Linked DNA regions of Mus musculus: all the other regions are linked to region 1. Evidence: chromatin contacts called from public ChIA-PET, Hi-C and HiCAR-type data. All regions are on one chromosome and are shown on one strand. Each heading gives the region's core, a stretch centred on a gene start, on an enhancer-like site or on the middle of the called end of the contact. The rest is flanking DNA. Distances are from core to core; before and after follow the strand shown. Region 1 has its middle 31 kb from the start of Gm41208. Region 2 has its middle 29 kb from the start of Fndc3a. Region 3 overlaps Gm35218 (a long non-coding RNA gene). Region 4 overlaps Gm4606 (NADH dehydrogenase [ubiquinone] 1 alpha subcomplex assembly factor 4). Region 5 has its middle 14 kb from the start of Gm35388.

Region 1 (2,611 bases), core at 52-2,551:
TCCTTCATAAAAGGAAGGCAGCCAGCAGAGATCACATCGGACCAATGGGGCCAATCCTGGGACTTCATAGATGTTTGGAAGATGAGCCGATGCTGGAATCACGAAGGAACACAGACGCAAAGAGCATCCATTATGATGGGAAGAGTCAAGAACATGCCGATGTCAGGTAGCTTGGTTAGAATTCCAGTCCTGTCCCTTGTCAGTTAAATGACTTTAGACTCTTCTAAACCTTAATTATCTCACTTGCAGAATAACAACCACAGCAACGATAGCAGCCTAGAAAGATAATTACTTTGATATTATTGCAGATACGTCAGGACTGAAATGCAGTAAATGGGATAGTGTAATTATTTAGACTAGAGTTTGGCACATTCTAAAGGCTGAGCTAATATTAACAATACTCTCACCCCCTTGGTGTCAGCCTAATTCTTTCTCTGCTGGGGTACATTTTGAAGAAAAGAACTATTACTACATTTGGAAAAATTCTACAATTCTTATTTGAGAACGATAACATGGAATTTCTTTCCAAAGCAGCCACCAGTATCTCCGAATCATGTGGAGTCATTTACAAAGATGAATAAATATTTATCGCGCTGACATTGGCATGACTCCCAGCGTCAGAGGGTCTCATTACCAGGAATGTTTATGAATGGCTTCTCCCGAGCCATGTTTTACCGGCATAAAACTCACCACTAGGTGGCAGCTGAGAGAGAGTCCCCGGAAGTGAAGGCAAACACACCCTTTTGGCAGCTGCATCCGAGGCTTTGCTGTTCATACCCAAACAACTGACTCACCCAGTGAGCAGCGTCAGCCTGGAAAATGACAGGCACTGATTTCAACGGCCAGTGAAATATAACATCCCTGGGGCCAGAGCAGAAAGACAGATCTGGAAGCCTGAGAGCAATTTCCACGGAAATAAGAGAATTAGGGCTGCTGACAAATGAAGACACAAAAGCTTATAAACTACTTAAGTCTTTATGATAAATCACGTCCCTAGATAAAGAAGACTCGTATAGTCACGATTCTCCCGTGCACAAAAGCCTACGGTGACCATGATGGGTTTCGCAATTAGTAATGGGTGGGCGGGTAGGAAGGAACAATAACCTGGTGTTAGAATTTCTAGGGAGAACTAAGCAAATAGCACTCATCACACTTTCTCTGTTCATAACACCGACTAGGGAAAGAGACTGTCAGTGCAGTGTGACTATTGATGATATGCAGAGGACAGAGGGCATAGCACCGCAGGAGAGCTGAACAACAGCGGTAACATTTCCTTAAGCACTGACTCTGCAGAACCCTGTCTGCCTTCCACGCTGTCTCTCTCACCCTGCCAACTCCACTGCCTGGCAGCGGTGATTCATATCCCCATTTGACAACCAGGGAATTGGAGGCTTTCAGAGATTAACTTGCCTAAAGCTGGAGTTCGATTCCATATCCAAGATTCAAATCTCTGCAGTCTACCAGAGCTATGGTAACAGGAAGAAATCCAAGGTGGTCAGCAGGATTTGTGCACGTGTCCCAGCCTTCTTTGCTTCATCTCCTCCTGTACGTTTTGATGCTCTAATTAAGCTGCAGTGGGGCAGCATTATGGGCTGGCCTGAAGGCTACCAGTGCCGAGGTTGCACAGAAGATGGGGGCACCAGAGGATAAATAACAGTGCCCTTTTATTATCTTGAGGGTGCCTCCTCAAAATAAGAGGGCCATTGTAATTTCTTGTACTCCAAGGATTTGTGTGTGCCCCCTTGGCCACTAGTCACCATGACACATTTGCCCTTTCAATTCAACCTAGACTTTGGCTTCTGTGCCAAACATACTGGCAGAGGTCTACACGGTCTCTTCAGACCCAGAGGATGCTGTAAGAATCACCACCAAGTACTTTTCTTCTGACACTTCACCTGTTTGTTGACCTGACATTCCCCAAAGATCCAAGCTGACCCTCCAACCCCTTATTTTGTCCCTGGCTCCTCATTTCTGCCCAGTGCTAGGTGCAAAAGGGTGCTCATGAATGAAAAGATTCTTAGATTAGATATCTTTTCATTCTGTTTGCTTTCAGGGAAGATGGAGGGGAACTCCAAGCCATGTAATTTGTATTTAAAGCAGGAGCAGGCTCTTGAAGTACTGGCTTCAGGTCACAACCCTTGGGAGCTGACCCATGAGCTCTGAGACAGGATAAAAGTCTGGGATACACTTACCGTTGCTGAAGCTGTTCAAAGAACAGTGTGGGATATTACCTTCTCAGCTTGCTCAGGGGCCTGTGGCTGCTCACCTGGAAGTCCCTGTGTATATAAAGGTGACATGAAGAGAGGACTCCCTCCCACACAGACCACCACTACCACACACACAGGTACCATTGCAGTATTTCCTCCAGTGCTAAGCAATAGCTAGAATTTCCCCTAAGAGGGTGACAGCCCACACAGGTTTGCATTGGCCACAATAAACTTCCAGGCCATTTGTTTTCCTGTGATGTCATGACTCCAGCTTGCCCTAGCTCTTCCAAACCTTCACAAACATGGATGCACTCATTTCCAAACCCACACGGATACAGTGTTATAGTGTCAACACCACGCTCAGAACAATGGCTTAGAGTCCTCTACAGGTACAAAGTCCTGCA
Region 2 (2,611 bases), core at 57-2,556, 240 kb after region 1:
GGCAGGGCATGACCACAGGAATTCTGGGCTCTGGTCCCACTTAAAGTAACAAGGAAGACACTCTGGGCAAATCCAATGCAGCATACGTAGGGTGAAAAGACTAGAACATCTTCTGCCAGCAAGGATACTGACTGCAGAATAGGAATTGCACATTTCACTAAAGCTTGCTCTCCCCCATTAAAAATAATGGGTGGAGATGTTTTGACATACTTGCCTGTCTTATCAACCCCAAATAAAACATTAGCTGCAGTCATAACAATTTTTTACCTCAGATCTATTTTGGAATGCTTGCTGATGGTGCAAGTGTTCCCTTGTGGAAATGTGCCTGCTCTTCAAACAATGCCAAATGGAACCATTTTCTGGGCATATAGGACATTTTATTTTTGAAAATCCTTGCTGATGTACGCAGGGCCTGTGCAGTGTCAAGACACATATTTAATCAAGCATCCCTGGGAGAACAGCTTAGTACCATTAGCCTCATTACACAGATAAGAACACTGAAATCTAAATAGGTTGACTAGAGGTTGCCCGAACGCTTCTTAACAACAGAGTACTCTAAAAAATCCGTTGTGTATAAAGAAAACAAGTGAGCTCGTAAATGAGAAAGACTAGTGAAAACAGCCTAGAGGCAAAGAAAATTTACATTTTTGTTTTGAAAGCTTTCACAGTTGGTGTCAAAGAACACATTGTTCTCCTGAGCAATGTACAGTTTTTTTCTCGCTCAGGATTTTGGGGAATTAGACAACTTTATCTGCAGAACCCATGCAAACTAGAGGCCCGTCGGTGGCTTTCCTCCATGGAGTTCAATGTAATAAGAACACTCTGGTTATGTTGTTTCTGTCACCATTGTGAAAGTAAGATGTATCCTATGCAAATCCAATAAACCGCTGACTCTGACTTTCACCCAGCCGTGTATTGAGTGGTAACTCTGGATCGGTCAATAAGCTAAGCCTGGAGACTCAGGCATAAATAGGATAGCCCCCACCTTTCAGTGGCTTTCAGTCTAGGTGAGAGAAGCAAAATGTAACTCCAAACAGTTAAAAGATGATCTGCTAGTAAGTATGGCTACGTGAATAAATGGCTTCCTGAACAACTGTGTCCCCAGTGCTGTGAGTAGTAGACAGGAAGATTGCTGGGACTTGCTGGCTGCCAGCCTAGACTTTAATTTAATAAGGGATCCTGTCTCAAGGAAATATGACAGAGAGTTATAGAGCAGGACACACAAAACCCTACTTTGGCCTATATACACAGGCATGCATGCATACACACAGACACAGACACGCACACATATACACGTTCACATACATATAAACATACACCACACACACACACACACACACACACACACGCATACACCCACATAATCCCACAATATCATGTTAGTTAAACTACAAATGTATACAAACTACCCCAGAAATAAAAAGAAGTGTGGGATGTTCTCTGCCCATGAAAACAGTATCACTAGAGGACACAATACTGAAACAGTGTCTTAAAACAGAGTAAGGTGAAATGCACCCTGCCCAAACAGGATGGTAAATGAGAGGCTGAGAAGTACAGAAGTGTCATCTGGCCGGTATGTGCTGAAATGGGGGGTTGGGGTGGGGGATAAAGCTGGAAAGGCAGAATGAGATAGGCTGGTGACAGGTGGTGATCCATCATCACTGATGACTCACTGAAGGATCTAAACCAGGAAATGCCATGGTCATCTCTGCTTTCACAAACTGGGCTGAAAGGGGAAGTGTTGGAGGTCCGTGGGCCAGTCAGGAGATCTTGCATTCATGGTCAAGGACAGACATGATAATGACCTGAACCACCATGATGGCAGCAAGGGTACAAAGAGCCAACGGTATCATGAAGTGCGCAAAGTCAAACTCAAAAAGGCAAGCATCACATGTTTTCTCTTATATAGGGACTTTAGGAGGAAAAAAAAACCTATGAAAACAAAAGGGAAAAGTCTGAGGGTTAAGAGAGTATAGTGGGCAGCAAAGAATATCATATACATGCATGAAAACTTAATGAATCTATTATTTTCTACAACTAAAAAAAACTTTAAAATAACACCCAATGTAATGAGAATTCTGGAATATTTGTATATTTTAAAAACATAGAAATATTTTAAGAATATGCTTTTGTTTCAATCTCAGGTGCGGGGCTGGGGGGTGGGGGCTTCACGGCAGCTGACTATGATTTGCCTCTTGTTCTAGCAGAGGCATGTTTTTGCCAGCTGCAGATAGTTTCTGTGATTGTATGACGTTTGAAATTCTGGGAAATTTTCAGAGATTATATAAAATGCTAGGGCCCCAAGAGGTGGGGATGGTGGTTAGTGGTGGCTCAGGGGGGTTGGTTGTGGATTGTTAGTAGTCATCTTCAAGGAAGAAACAAAAGGAACAAAATTAGATTCAGGAATCAATCTCTCTCTCTCTCTCTCTCTCTCTCTCTCTCTCTCTCTCTCTCTCTCTCTCTCTCTCTCTCCTTTATCTAGTAAAGTATCTAACTAGAAGCTACATACCTTTCTCTTTTATCTAGTGATAGGGATGTGAAACTGGGTGGATAAAGGGTGAAAAGAAGAAAAACCCAGAAAGTAGTAAAGCCCAGCTACAACCCAAGACAG
Region 3 (2,611 bases), core at 46-2,545, 200 kb after region 1:
TTTCTTGAACCTATTTTTTTCTTCTTTCAAATAAGGAAGATAGAACCAAAATGATAATCCAATGGCTTCTTATTATTCTTCGATTTGGTTTCCTGCCTCATCTTGCGATTGCCCTTACTGGGAGGAGAGAGAAACGAAAGACTGAGAAAGTAAACATGTACAAACTTGGTGATTCTGTGACTCATGTGAGAGTTTTCCTGCCGTTGACTTCATTCTAAGCCAGGCTTAGCACAGAACACTGCCGTCTACTCTCTCTCTCTCTCTCTTTCTCTTTCTTTCTCTCTCTCTCTCTCTCTCTCTCTCTCTTTCTCTCTCTCTCTCTCTCTCTCTCTCTCTCTCTCTCTCTCTCTCTCTCTCTCTCCCTAGAAGTATATGTGATCATATTCTCGAAGTGCCTGCTTGGTGGTCTGTAGTCAGACCCTTATCACACAATAGCATTTTTTTCTTGCTTCCCCAGTACTCCTGCTGATTAAACAACAAGAAACTTTTCTTCTGGTCCTGTCATGATTCGGTAGTAAAGGACAAACTTGATTTCTAGGCTATATAACTCAGGGCCTGGTAAAATATTGGCCAGGAAGTGGACATAGGGAGCAATTACTTTGAACATGTCTGTACCTTGTTAGCAGCTCAAATACTCACGTAATTAATTACACTAATTTAAAGAAAAAATCTAAATATTTGACTTCTTACAATACTAAGAGGATTAAACAATTTGCTATATAAATACTTGCTATTTGGGCATTCTGTGTGGAAGGAAACAGGCTAGTATAACCTGTTTTGTTGTTGTCATCATTTCGTTTTTGGTTTGTTTTGTTTATATTTTTGCTTTGCAAGCCTACTGTGTGTCTTTCCCTGCTCAGGAGAATAAATAAAAAAAGTGTAAGAATTTATTCATATCCTCAAGAAAGTTATAGCCCCACTCAGAGGACTGAAAATAATTTGTTTATTAAGCAAGCAGCAGCAAAGGGAGATCATGTGACCAGTAGACATAAGAATAAGGTTGACCTGACCTATGGTGTAAGAGAAACCATCGTCATGGAGAAAAAGCATTGAACCTCGGAAGCACAGCCATGTGGCATCACCCAGTCAAGAGCATCAGACATGAGGCCCTCTGGCTGCTCCTCCAGGGATGGAAAGGACTTGGCTGCAAAAACTCTAACACTCCCTCCCTTCACACAGGAGGAGAGCATTGCCAGATGCATTTCTGCCCAGGCTGCAAAACAGGACATAGCTCCACACCCGCCCGCTGTCTTTCCTCACACTCACCACCCACGTGTGCTGTCTGGAGCAGGCGGGGAGGAGCTTCAGACCCGCTTCCCCTTCCCCTTTCCGGATGCTCTGCCCAATAACGCCCTTCCAAGCTTTATCCACTTCAAACCCAGATTCTTGAAGCATGCCTCAGGCTTTCTCAGCCCCGTGCTTTTATGTTCACTGTCCTCTCTACTTGGAAGAGCCTCTCTGGCCCCTTTTCTCTGTGGAAATCATTAGTAAAAAATCTTACCCCACCAACTATCCCAATAATATTTTTATTTGTAACTTTAAAAAAGTTTTTAGTATGTTTTTATTTGATTCCTTTCTTTAATTTCATCTACCATCTACCTATGCATACATTCTGTGGTGCATGTGTAAGGTCAGAGGGCAACTTAAGGGAGCAAGGTCTCTCTGACCTTGTGGGTCTTGGGGATTACACTCAATTCTCAGGCTTAACGCCAGGTGCCTTTGTGCACTGAGCCACCCCTATTGCGCTCCACATTACACTCCATGCTGACGTTTCTGTGAATGTCCTCTCCTCATCAAAGTTTCTGAAGGCCAAGGAAGCACCTTTTAGGTTTCTGCTCCCCAATATCCTAATATGTCTCTCCCAAAGAGTACTAAGTATTTATTGCATGGGTCTAAGTTCACCAAGAAGTCCTGGAGCAATGGAGAGGAACCCACAAAGAGGCAAGACACCTCTGGCCTCCATTGTCTACAAGGAAACAGTAGTAGGAATCCCGTGGAATTCATTACAGAGGGTCAACTGTGCTATTTACCGTTACTTATTCTATCTAAGCTATGCAAACTCCTTAGAACTCAGTTTTTTCTTCCTGAAATAGGCATAGCAGAATCCTGTGAGTTGTGTGGAAGCAAGCATAGTGTGTAGGAGGAATATCTAACCATCTATATATCCATACCTCAGGGGATGGATGGGTAAAATGAACCAGCATGGACCAATGATAAAACATGATCAAACATAGTACAATATTTTGTTAAGGCATCTCTTACTCCAGGTGGATGGGTGAGGCCATATATTCAAGTTCTCTTATATTCTCCTGTACACTCCTTGGTGGGATGTTTGCCTAATGAGAGTTCTTCAGGTTTCTCTTCACATCAGCAATGCTTCTTGTAGACATTGTACTGTAGCTGGGTGCCAAGTAAGTGAGGCCTTGGAAATATTTCGATTTGAAACCAAACATGGAGCTGACTGGTTTTGCAGGCTCTCCTCCTTGAGCATTGCGCTACTCCAGGACGGGTAACCTTAGCCTTACACTTCTGTCTACCTTAGCCCCAAGCTAGGGGTGGCTCCAGTGGATAGGACAAAAGTCTGAATGCCTTCCAGGTCCTGTCAGCTCAC
Region 4 (2,611 bases), core at 82-2,581, 140 kb after region 1:
CAACCAACAAAAACAGCCTCATCTAACACATTCATATGCATGTTTATGAAATCTTTTGCTCTGAGACTCAAGTCCCAAGAGATTTTTTTTGAATAAATACTAGAGAGCTGGGTGCTGTGGAATAAATTCATTAAACTTAATAACCCTTAATTGGTAGACATGTAGGAGAAAGCTCTGTGTGCCTGATACAAGCATGTTCCTGAGAGAGAGAGAGAGAGAGAGAGAGAGAGAGAGAGAGAGAGAGAGAGCAGGATATTGCTATTAGGGAAATACATCTAATCAATACAGCTTGCCTGGATACAACTCAGGCTGGTGGGTAAAGGCAAGCACTGGTCTCTGCTGGGTCTGCTTTGAAAGCAGTGGCCTCATTCTGACCCTGATGTTAATCTTTTTCTCATTTAACCAAGAGTTATGCTGCTTGTCACTTGCCACATATAGCCACTAATGTAGAAAACTGAAGAATTTGCTTTGTTATGAGGAAAACCCTTATCACTAAGCAAGTTTCTAGGATTTATATCAGAAAATAAAATCTCCTCTGAACACATAATAGAAGCTAGTCATTTGGCATGCCAATATCCCTATATTAAATTATATTAGAGTCTTTATTTTTCAAGGAGTATTAGGTCAAGCTGTCTTATCAAAATCTAATTGAGTGAAAAGTTCTTTCTATCTGCCAGGAACCGAGAGTATGTTTCCCATTGGCATAAAACCGGTGCCTCTGAGGTGAACCTTCAGAGCTCACGTAATAGTGGCCTCCATTTTGGATGGCACACACTCAGACTGCATAAATCTCAGGCTAGAAAACACCCCGGTGAACTATCACGGTTTTGCTAGCCTTCACTAACTGGATAATAGAGCTATAATTTAGTCTGAAGTGTGTATGGGGAGGATCCATGCTGGGAATGTGAGCCTCAGAGGGTGCAGCCATCATGCCACTAATAGGAAGCCACACTCCTGTCAGCAAAATCCTCTCAAGTGGAGAGCTTCCTTCAGGATACACTGTGCTGAGAGTTAAAAAGAAAAAAAAAGTTTGTAAGAAAAGGAAGCAAATGTCAAACAGATAGCAGATTTATTTTCAGAGTTATGTAATACACACACACACACACACACACACACACACACACACACACACAAAGGCCTGCCACAGTGCAGAGTTGTCATGGTTACCTGATCTCTTATCAAACAGGAGAATCAAGCAGGGGAGGGAAACCTGGAAAATAGAGTAACCAGAGAGGCCTGAATCTTCAGAGAGCTCTTCTCCAACTGGGCTTGTTTGTGAGTGCTTAAAATAGGAGACACTTTCTGCTGCTTTAGCCAACGTTTTTAAGGAACTTATTTCGCTGTGTCGAATGGGGCTCTGTCCTGCTGTGTTTTTAGAAAGATGAAAACATGATGTCTAAAATGTCATTGTTCGCAGGGATCTCCACATGAACAATAACAAATGTACCTGTACATTTTGTTTTCTTCATGCACTAAAAGAAAACATCTTTAGAAATGCATAAAGTTTGCTTTGTTTTTTTTTAAAAAAAAAAAAAAACCTTAAATTTCACTACTTCAAATACTTCAAAGTATTTTTTGTGGGGGTTTCAGTTTTAAATTCTTTAAAAATTTCTAAAATCATTATTTTTTACCTTTCACTGTATGGGTGTTTTGCATGCACGTGTGTCTGTGTACCATGGCACCTATGGAGACCAGAAGAGAGAATTAGATCTCCCCTCCTCCCCAGAATTGGACTTATAAATGGTTGTAAACTCCATGTGAGTACTGGGAATAAAACCCAAGTCCTCTGGGAGAGCAACAAGTACTTTTAACCACCGAACATATCTCCAAACACAATCCACACACACAACAGCAGTTTACCAAGAAACAGGCAATCAGAATGCATATACGGTGGCAGTGTGCAAAGGCTAAGCCTAGAGGAGATGGAAATGTGGCTGCTTATCTCAGGTATTTGAAAGGGGTGCGGTGGGGAGGTGATGGGGAGAGCATGGCCAGGAGCAAAGGATCAGCAGTTTAACAACTTCTCAATCACTCCAGTTCTCAAACCTCACAGTGGAGAGGCTTGAAACCCAAGTGGGAAGATCTTCAATATGGGAAAATAAGCCTTAGTCTTAGTAATTCTGACGTCTCAAGAATTAACACTCTGAAAACTTGTGTGATGGCTAATACTAATTGTCACCTTGATAAGGTCTAGAATCACCTAGGAGGCAGACCTATGGGCATGCCTGTGGTGGACTGGGTTAAAGAAAGATGAGAAAACTGGTCCACTGTGGGTGGCAGCATACCCTGGACTGAGATTCTAGACTGTATTCAAAGGAAGAAGGGAGCTGCGCACAGGCATTTATCTCTCTGCCTATAGATGTGATGTTGCCAACAACTTCTGGTTCCTACTGCTTTAACTTTCCCACCGTGATGCAACTGTGTGCCAAAATAAACACTTCCTGAAGTTGCTTTTTATCAAAGTATTTATCCTTACAACAGAAAAAGTAACTAGAGCACATTAGTATGCACTAAATGTTATTTTAGATGCTATAGTTTGATATGTTACACAGACAACATTTCCATGAAATGACATCTTCATGAAATTCAAAGAAAATAAGTTCAGATAAGA
Region 5 (2,611 bases), core at 47-2,546, 130 kb before region 1:
TAGCAACTACAATGGATTTATACACAAAGGTCTCTCAGCTAGAGATGCGTGTCATCATGGCTGGCTTACCAAAAGGGCACAGGCCTCTCCAGATGTGGCTCCCTGATTTTCGATTTGCAGCGCCCAGAACTGAAAAACCTAGATGAATCCTCTCTTTTCAAATCAAATTCATGGGTGTTCATACCAACAGAAAACAGCCTGAAGGGAGGAGGTTAGGGTGGAGTGACATGGAGTGAACACATGACTGGCCTTTGCTGATTCTGAAATGCAGGCAAGAAAACACACTATCTTCCAGGGCTTTCTGGCCCTGCAGACACCTTGATTTTAGCCTATGAACTCCAATATGCCCTCATTTCACAAAAGAGGACAAGAGCCCCAAGACTCACTCTGACTCTGCCCTAATTCATACAAGTTGGTGACCTATCTCAAATCCATCAGGACAGTGAAGACTAGGGGTTCATAAATGCAGCGTTCGGATTTGTGAAGTCTGGGCTGGGATCTGGCTCCCTGCTTTTCCAACGTGCTGGCAGACAAAGCCTGGAGCCCAGGGTTCAGATTCCTGCTTCCATCTTGGGATCTGACAATCTAGAAAAGCCAGGGACATCTGATGGGATTCCACAAGGAGGCAGTAGGGATCCAATGTGTGTAAGTCTTTGGAGAATGGGATTTATTGTCTCACAGGACAAGGCAAGATAATAAAGGCATAATTCTCTATGTTTCCTGTGAGGCAGATATCACCAAAATGGGATAGGTTTCTTGTGCTTCAGGCTGCCCTGTAACCTGCTCTGTATCCAGGTGGCCTTGAATTTATATTCCTGCTGTTTCAGCCTCCCAGGCTATGGAACGTCAGACCAGCACCATCATGGCCAGGCGGCTATGTGATTAATATTTGTAGCTGAAAAGGCATCTTAAACTTGCCAGCATATGTCTGCCATTGCATACAGCACAGAGATCAAAACACCATGGTTCTTTATTTTCAACTTTGAGAGAGAGAGAGAGAGAGAGAGAGAGAGAGAGAGAGAGAGAGAGAGAGAGAGATTAATGTGATTGTGGGAGAAAACATTAGTCTTTAATTTCAACCCCAAGTTTTATGTATTTCCTTTTAGAAAAAAATAATAATGCGCTTATCTTTGAGAAACGTCTCTGAAATCTTGACAATGCGGGGGCTCCTGGGTGACCCCGCCTCTCCTCTGGCCTCAAAACTCCTCCTTCGGGCGCTGCAAACTCAGAACCAGGATGCCGCCTGCCCACCAACTGCAGCTGTGGTTTCCTCAGTCTTTGTTTTGGAAAAAAAAATATGCTGCCCTACTTCTCTGTCCTTGTAGAACGTACATCTGTTTCTGGCTACCAGAGCCACCTGCAGGCTAAGAGTCTTCTGGTTTCATTTTTGAAGCAGCTCCCTGGCACGCAAGTGAGGAGTATCAGTGCTCAGACACATGACTGCAGGAAGGGAGCAAATGCTGGACTGTTCTCTGTGACTCTACCTTTTAAAAAGCTTTTCTCTGCTCCCATCTCCCCTTCCTTCTCCCTCTATCTGTCTTCCCTTCTCTCCCTCTTTCCCTCATCTCTCTCAATTTATTTTCATTTTAGACAGGGTTTCCTTTATGGCCCAGACTGGCCTTAAGCTTTCTTTTTGTAAAAAACAAAAAAAAAATTGGTTATTTTACTTATATACATTTCAAATGTTATCCCCCTTCCTGGTTTCCCCTCTGTAAACCCCCCTATCCCCTCCCCGTCCCCCTGTTTCTATGAGGGTGCTCACCCACCCACTCCCACTTCATCACCCTAGCATCCCCTTATGCTAGGGCATTAAGCCTGCACAGGACCAAGGGCTTCCCCTCCCATCGATGTAAGATAAGGCCTTCCTCTGCTACTTATGCAGCTGGAGCCATGAGCCCCATCATGTGTATTCTTTGGTTGGTGGTTTAGTCCCTGGGAGATCTTGGGGGCTGGGGGGGGTGTCTGGTTGGTTAATATTGTTGTTCTTCCTATGGGGCTGCAAACCCCTTCAGCTCCTTCAGTCCTTCCCCTAATCCTCCATTGGGGTCTCCGTGCTTAGTCTGATGGTTGGCTGCAAACATCTGCTCTGGCAGAGCCTCTCAGGAGACATCCTGCCCCAGCCTCCTAAGTGCTGAGATTATAGGCATTTATGCAACTATGTCTCTCTTGTAGTGGCTCAAATATGGTCCCCAGCCCCAACGGTGTTTATATAGAAGGGATTTTTAAAGTATTTTCTTTTCTTCATGTGTATGCATAGATGTGTGTGTGTGCGTGTGCGTGTGCGTGTGCGTGTGTGTGTGCGTGTGCGTGTGTGTGTGTGTGTGTGTGTGTGTGTGGCAGGTACAAGTTTATGTGCATGCATGCATGTGAAGACCAGAAAACCTGTCACGCTTCCACTAGTTCTCAGGCAGCTGCTCACCTTAGGTTTATTTTAAATTTTAAATTTTTTAAAATTTTTGCCGTTTTTGTTATTATTTTGTTTTGTTTTTGAGACAGGTTTCTCTGTATAGCTCTGGTTGTCCCGAAACTCATCTGTAGATCAGCCTGGCTTGGAACTCAGAGATCCACCTACCTCTGCCTTCCAAATGCTGGGATTAAGGGTGTGTGCCAA

The links. A called contact is a pair of places that touch in the nucleus more often than the background predicts. ChIA-PET counts read pairs in DNA pulled down with a chosen protein or histone mark. HiCAR-type assays count read pairs that join an accessible place to other places.
Region 2: a Hi-C map of the N1E-115 cell line shows a contact between it and region 1, with 5 times the contacts expected there. The contact joins two enhancer-like sites. A contact is called at or near these places in 2 of 15 datasets of contacts at CTCF or cohesin (the NIH/3T3 cell line and large pre-B cells), 4 of 484 Hi-C or Micro-C datasets (the N1E-115 cell line, bone marrow-derived macrophages, pancreatic cancer cells and 1 more), 5 of 115 datasets of contacts at active chromatin or transcription factors (acute myeloid leukemia, embryonic basal ganglia, extraembryonic endoderm stem cells and 2 more) and 2 of 9 other capture datasets (adipose tissue and embryonic stem cells).
Region 3: a contact with region 1 is called in a HiCAR-type map of fibro-adipogenic progenitors, with 5 times the contacts expected there. The contact joins two enhancer-like sites. A contact is called at or near these places in 3 of 15 datasets of contacts at CTCF or cohesin (CD8 T cells, the NIH/3T3 cell line and pro-B cells), 9 of 484 Hi-C or Micro-C datasets (the C2C12 cell line, the F1.1 cell line, the N1E-115 cell line and 5 more) and 7 of 115 datasets of contacts at active chromatin or transcription factors (CD8 T cells, the HPC-7 cell line, acute myeloid leukemia and 4 more).
Region 4: a Hi-C map of uterus shows a contact between it and region 1, with 2.9 times the contacts expected there. The contact joins two enhancer-like sites. A contact is called at or near these places in 3 of 484 Hi-C or Micro-C datasets (cerebral cortex, myocytes and uterus), 8 of 115 datasets of contacts at active chromatin or transcription factors (CD8 T cells, acute myeloid leukemia, embryonic stem cells and 5 more) and 2 of 9 other capture datasets (adipose tissue and embryonic stem cells).
Region 5: a contact with region 1 is called in an RNA polymerase II ChIA-PET map of memory CD8 T cells, with 28 read pairs. The contact joins two enhancer-like sites. A contact is called at or near these places in 4 of 484 Hi-C or Micro-C datasets (the MNK3 cell line, Sertoli cells, brown adipocytes and 1 more) and 1 of 115 datasets of contacts at active chromatin or transcription factors (memory CD8 T cells).

The regions. Positions count from the first base shown.
Region 1 is chr14:72,981,786-72,984,396 of GRCm38.p6, reverse strand. No RefSeq gene overlaps it. Among named protein-coding and RNA genes, the nearest start is that of Gm41208, 31 kb to the left of the region's middle. Within about 2 kb of position 1,301, at least 152 of the 459 cell types and tissues checked have an H3K27ac peak or open chromatin away from gene starts, as enhancers often do. A contact at or near this core is called in the C2C12 cell line, the MNK3 cell line, the N1E-115 cell line and 6 more, where this site is marked.
Region 2 is chr14:72,737,481-72,740,091 of GRCm38.p6, reverse strand. No RefSeq gene overlaps it. Among named protein-coding and RNA genes, the nearest start is that of Fndc3a, 29 kb to the right of the region's middle. Within about 2 kb of position 1,306, at least 32 of the 459 cell types and tissues checked have an H3K27ac peak or open chromatin away from gene starts, as enhancers often do. A contact at or near this core is called in the N1E-115 cell line, adipose tissue, bone marrow-derived macrophages and 1 more, where this site is marked.
Region 3 is chr14:72,782,040-72,784,650 of GRCm38.p6, reverse strand. All of the region lies in intron 5 of Gm35218 (a long non-coding RNA gene), which reads left to right. Among named protein-coding and RNA genes, the nearest start is that of Gm35218, 24 kb to the left of the region's middle. Within about 2 kb of position 1,295, at least 75 of the 459 cell types and tissues checked have an H3K27ac peak or open chromatin away from gene starts, as enhancers often do. A contact at or near this core is called in the C2C12 cell line, the N1E-115 cell line, fibro-adipogenic progenitors and 2 more, where this site is marked.
Region 4 is chr14:72,843,486-72,846,096 of GRCm38.p6, reverse strand. The region is part of intron 1 of Gm4606 (NADH dehydrogenase [ubiquinone] 1 alpha subcomplex assembly factor 4); the gene reads left to right. Among named protein-coding and RNA genes, the nearest start is that of Gm41206, 7.1 kb to the left of the region's middle. Within about 2 kb of position 1,331, at least 16 of the 459 cell types and tissues checked have an H3K27ac peak or open chromatin away from gene starts, as enhancers often do. A contact at or near this core is called in uterus, where this site is marked.
Region 5 is chr14:73,115,831-73,118,441 of GRCm38.p6, reverse strand. No RefSeq gene overlaps it. Among named protein-coding and RNA genes, the nearest start is that of Gm35388, 14 kb to the right of the region's middle. Within about 2 kb of position 1,296, at least 152 of the 459 cell types and tissues checked have an H3K27ac peak or open chromatin away from gene starts, as enhancers often do. A contact at or near this core is called in the MNK3 cell line and memory CD8 T cells, where this site is marked.